Linked DNA regions of Sus scrofa: region 1 is linked to region 2. A link is a contact called in public HiChIP or PLAC-seq data. All regions are on one chromosome and are shown on one strand. Each heading gives the region's core, a stretch centred on a gene start, on an enhancer-like site or on the middle of the called end of the contact. The rest is flanking DNA. Distances are from core to core; before and after follow the strand shown.

Region 1 (2,700 bases), core at 160-2,659, 51 kb after region 2:
CTTGAGGGGGCCCAATTCCATCCCCTATTCCTGTTCAGGGCCTTTCTCTTTGGTCAGTCTTCTCTTACTCCTTTACTTCACTCCAAGCTCTAATCAAAGCCGTCCCATTTCCAACTTGCTTCCTTTTCAAAGCAAACCCATGCTTCCTACCTTAACCTCCCATGTTCTGTTTGACCCAGTTCCTCCATTTTCATGCTGTGTGTTTAATACAAGCCTCTTTCCCTTGCCCCTCTTTTTACCTCTGCCTGTTTTCACTTTTGTTCCCTGTAATTCCTCAGGCCTCCTGGGTCACACACAAGTTCACCCAGTTTGTCCATTTTTGGACCCCCTACTCCTGTTGACTCCTCTTTTTTTCTGGCCGGCTGCCCGTTTCTCATACCCCTTTTAACCGGGTCATATTCATTCGCACCCTCCATTTCCCGATAGTCTTTCCTTTTCTGGTTTCCATTTTTTAAAAAACGGAGGCTCCTTCCTCTGATCCTCCATTTTTAGCCCCCTTTACTCCTCTACTTCGGCTCCCGCTTAACCTCTGGGCTCCCCCTCCCTCCGGTGTTCCTGGACCCCTCACCCCCCAGTCCTGTCTTCCCTTTTTGTTTTCTCGATTCTTCCGATCCCCGGTGTCTTCAGGTCCTCCTTCCTGCCTGCTCGCCCCTCCGTTTTACCTGATTCCCATCCCTTTCCACGCTGCCCCATCACCCTCAGTTTCCTCCTCAGCTCTCCAGTGCCTTTCCGTAGTCCCTCCCTCGTTTTCCCCTCAGCCCCGCCGTACATCCCCTTTTTTGTTACCCACACCTCCCTCGATCTTCAGTCTTTACCAGACGCGTGTCACTCCCCTCCCACTCTGTTCCTCCCAACTCTCCCCCAACCGGGTTCTACCCCATCCCTGCGATCTCCCTGAGCCTGGCTCCTCCCAGGTTTACCGGTGTACCCTCCGCCCCCTGTTTCTCCCCCCACCATTTTCTCCTCCAGCTCGTTTCCCCTCAGCCCCGCTCCCCGACCCTCCCCTCGATTTTTTTCCTGCCCCAGTTCACCTGCCCGCCCCAACCCCGTTTTTTCCTCCAGCAACCCCCGCCTCTTCCCGGGTTAGATCCACTCCACACCCCCCAACCCCGTTTTCCTCGTTCCTTCCCTATCTTCCTATCAGACCCACTCCCCCTCCCCGCGCCGATCCCGTCGGCCTCCATCTGCCCCCCCTTTCCCGTCAGCCCGGCTCCCCCGCCCAGGGCCGAACCCTCCTGCTTCCACCTGCCCGCCCCCGCTCTTCCCGCAGCTGGCTCCAGGGTTTTCTCCCGCCCGCCCCCAGCCCCGCCCCCGCGCGTCCCCGCCCGCGCCCGCCGCCATGTGACGGGAAGCAGCTGATGGCCTCTCCGGGCGGCGGCGGGCGCGGCGGCGGCTGCAGGGCCGGGGCCGGGGCCGGGGCCGGGGCCGGGGCCGGGGCGGGGGCGGGTGGCGCGGCGGCGGCATGAGGGCCGGTGGCCCTGGGGGCTGAGGCGCCCGCCGCCTGCCGCGGGCCGCGCATGTCCTTCATGGAGGCCGGAGGTGAGTGGGGGCCGTGGCGCGCGTTCCCCGCCGACGGAGCCGGGCCCGTTCCCGGGGGTGGGGCGCGGGCGCGGATTCGGTCGGGGCGGGGGCGGCGGAGGCGCGGGGCCTGGGCTGTCCGCGTCTCCTGGGCGGGGTGCGCGCCCGGCGCCCAGCTTTGTTTCGCTTTCGCTGTCAGAGGCCGCCACCCCGTCTCCTGCCGCCGACTGGACCGGAGGAGGACGGGCCTCTGCGTGGCGCGGCTTCCCACCCCCCTGGCACAGTGGGGGGCGCCGGGATCCCGACGCCTCGGTCCGAGTGGGACGTGGGGAGTGATACCCGAGGATGTGGGTGCCCAGGTGCCAGGTGACGCGCTGTAGGTCTGGATGAGAGTCCGCTCTGCCCCTTCCAAGCGGTGTGCCTGTGGACAAGCCACTTAATCCAAGTCCGTTTTGTATCTACAAAATGGGCTAATAATAGTATCTGCCTTAGGGGGTGGTTGGGGGCTTCCCAAACTTGCATAAAAATGGGGTCTGGGGTCCGTATTGAAAAAATATATTGTGAGCCTCTCCCAGTAGAGACTGATTCGTCGAGGTGGGGGTGGAACTGGGATGCTGATCCCTGGTGACACGGATGATGGGACAAGTTTAGGAAACACCGGTGAGTGAGGTGCTTACCTCTATTCTTGTTAACAGCTGTCATCAGAAAGCGGTATCAAAGTTAGAGAATATTGGATACCCTCGCAGGGTCAGCCCAAATGAAAGAACAGTCTCAGTGGGGATGGTGTACTTGTTATGCAAAGGCACGCCCTTCAGGCTTTTTCCTTCCAACCACATTACCCCTAAACCCCACTAATATAGAAATTTGGGGTGGGCTTGTGATTTATTCTGGGAGTTCCAGCTCTTGAATACTCCCGTGCTTAAAGGCAAAGTTTCTTTAGGGGAAATCCTCAGAAGGGGTCAGGCCTGGGCTCAGGATTTGTTCCAGAAACCCTTTTAATTCTTCCAGTGAAGTTCAAGCTTCATCTTGATCTGGAGGATTCTGATTGTGGATGTCTGTGTTTTTCCCTGGCTTGTTTGATGGAGGGGGGATGGTAGGTTGAAATCGGGGTATTCCCTGGGGTGGTGTTAACTTTTTAATTTGGGAAATGACATTTCTTTGTTTGCTGGAGTCAGGCATTCA
Region 2 (2,700 bases), core at 201-2,700:
GAGGCTTCCTTTGAGGCCTGGTGACAGCCAAATCATCCAGGCTATAACAGCAAAAAAAAAAAAGACTGTAAAGAAAAAAAAAATATTGCCTGCCATTTCATTTCTACAGGGATCAAGCCATGAGACACTGCGGTGGCCTTCTGGGGAATTCAGGAATTAGAAAACCAGGAAACATTCTGTGCTTTGGATATACAGGCCCCTAAATAGTAAAGATGAGTACCTAAGGAAAAATTTCAAAGGACCCCAGATTCTTGCATCTTCCCATACAAAGAAAAACACTAACATCATTAACTTGAGATGTCTGTTCTTCCAGCCAAAAAGTTCTAACACATCCTGGCTCCCTCCCTTTTCTCTTGGAGCTGTTCCTCAGACCTGTCTGAAACTGTCTCTGTGGCTGTGGTGCTCAGTAAGTTTTCAGAATAAAACTTAACTCACAAGTTTTATACTGTGCATTTTTCTTTCAAGTTGACAAGACCAAGGCAGCCTTAGCATAAGTGACAAGATTGGCATATTGGCGGGAATTGGAGTCACACAGACATGGGTTCCAGTCCTGGTTTTACCACCAACTGGCTTGGTGACCTGGAGTTTAACCCCCAGCTGGAGGTTTCTCACTTGTAAAATGGGATTGAATGATTCTTCAGGTCCAAGGGTTGGAAGGACGGCCCAGTGAGATTAAGACTCTAAAGTTGCTTTAGAAAAAGTTCCCAGCTATGCAAAAGTGAGGTGCTGTAATCACTGCTGTAAAACATTGTGTAGGAGGTTGATCCTTCTGACAGTGGAGAGCTGGGCCTAAGCACCGAGCATTTGATTCAGCAAATATACCAGGAGGGCCTACTCTGAGCAAGTTCCCCTTGAGGTACTGTCAGGGTCACAGAAAATTCCAGACCCTCAACAGAACACTCACCACTTACTGATTTTATTCATATCTTGTTAACTTAAGGTGAGGATGTGAGGTATTCGTCAGAAAAGCTTGAGGAGCTGCAAGGAAATTTCATTTGCTTATTTAACATATATTGGGTGGTAACCAAGCTGCCAGGCTCTGGGAATAAAGGATGGTGAGGTGAATCATGGAGAGGCTTGACTTTCCATCACAAAGTAAAAAGATGAAAAACAAAAGCAAAAGTGGGAGAGGAAAGAGGAAAACTGTCAGGAGCTGGCTGAAGAGGTAAAATCACTGAGCAAAAGTGGGAAAAAAAGGAACTTTATGCAACTTTATGGCTCAGTTCATGGGCGAAAAATGCTTCTTCACTGGTTTCAAGAGGATTTCCTCATGGGAGAAGTATTTCAGTAAGGCACTTTTGGGCAACAGAGTGAATGATTTTCTTATAGCATTTTGTCCCCCCCCCAACATTTTATGATGAGGTGACGAGAAAATTTTCAAACACAGAAAAGTCCAAAGAATGGGAACATTCCTAGACTTCCTGCAGTCTACAGTTAATATGTCACTGTATTAGTTGCAGTTTTTTGTTTTTTTGGCTTTTTTTTTTTTTAAGACGAAGTTTCTGGTACAGCTGTTTCAGGGAGCACGTCTTCCTAAAGAGATTGTAACCCTGTTTTCCCCAGGACAGAAGAATGGGATGGGGGTATGGTGGGAAGAGGGGTATTTTAGCCCGGGAATGTAGCTCTCTGGGAACCAGACTGGATGGGGGCGGGGGAATTAAAAGGGAAAAACAAAAAAGCTCTCGAGAACCCAGTTCCGCTGAACCTGGGCCCTCACTCTTACTGTGAGGTCTCATCCAGTTAACCGGAGGACCTGAGTCTCGTGGCTGCTCTTGGCTGGAAGGTCTAAGGGATCATCTTTCTTCTGATCTAGACTTGCTTCCTTCTGCAAAGGGTTGAGAAGGGCAGCGATGGCGGCCCCGGCGCCCGCCCGGAGCACAGGGAAACAAATGAAAATCTCTAGAGCAGCTCAGCCGAAAGAACCCTGAATTCTGCAGCTTGGCAGCCGGCCCCTTCGCGACGCCCCTCCGGGTGCAGCAGCTAGAGCGCCCGGGAGGCAGCAGCCAACGGGCCGGGGCGGGGGTGTCCTCCTGCGGCAGCTGCAGGGATCTACCCGGCCCAGCTGGCCGCGCGACTCTCGGCCGCCGTCCCGGGCGGAGTGGGCTCTGGGAGGGACCAGCCTCAGCGCTCCTCCCCCGCCGGTCCGGACCCGACTCGGCGCGCCCTCTGCAGAAAGCCCTCCTCTCCGGGCGAGGTAGGGGAAGTTGAACTCCCGCCTGGATGGGAGGCGGGAGGGAGCCCGACTCCTGTTGTTTTCCGCGAGCCGGAGTGGGTGGCGGGCGCAGGGGGCGGGGTGCACCCTCCCACCCTGGCCGGGCGCTCCCGAGAGAGAGTCGCGCTCGGAACCCAGCGCAGCTGCTAGCCTCACACATCGAGTTCACCCAAGCATCCTTCGTAGGGGCTGCGGAAAGTGGAGCTACTCAGTCGTTCCGAGGACCTGGGAGGAGCACTCAGTACCCCAGGGGCTGGGCCCTGAGGGGCGCACACCCAGCCTAGCCGGAGCCTGCGTTTCCCGAGGGGCCCCTGCCCACAACTGGGGCGAGATGGCCGCAGGCGTCCGGGTGCCGGAACCTCAGGTCCTCGTCTGCCTCTGGGCGCTCCTGACCCGCTGGGTCGTCGCAGGTAAGGGACCGCGATCTGGAGGGAAAAGTTGAGCTTTGCCAGGCAGCGGTGGGGAGCCTAGAGCCGGGGACCGAATTC

Evidence for each region. HiChIP or PLAC-seq counts read pairs in DNA pulled down with a chosen protein or histone mark.
Region 1: a contact with region 2 is called in an H3K27ac HiChIP or PLAC-seq map of skeletal muscle. The contact joins the promoter of WSB2 here to the promoter of VSIG10 in region 2. A contact is called at or near these places in 11 of 47 Hi-C or Micro-C datasets (brain, embryonic fibroblasts, fibroblasts and 4 more) and 2 of 2 datasets of contacts at active chromatin or transcription factors (alveolar macrophages and skeletal muscle).

The regions. Positions count from the first base shown.
Region 1 is chr14:34,607,556-34,610,255 of Sscrofa11.1, forward strand. It overlaps WSB2 (WD repeat and SOCS box-containing protein 2), which reads left to right and starts at 1,410. Exons shown (of 9, transcript XM_001925977.5): 1 at 1,410-1,539. The coding sequence starts at 1,518.
Region 2 is chr14:34,556,710-34,559,409 of Sscrofa11.1, forward strand. It overlaps VSIG10 (V-set and immunoglobulin domain-containing protein 10), which reads left to right and starts at 1,451. Exons shown (of 10, transcript XM_001924427.5): 1 at 1,451-2,194; 2 at 2,399-2,622. The coding sequence starts at 2,544.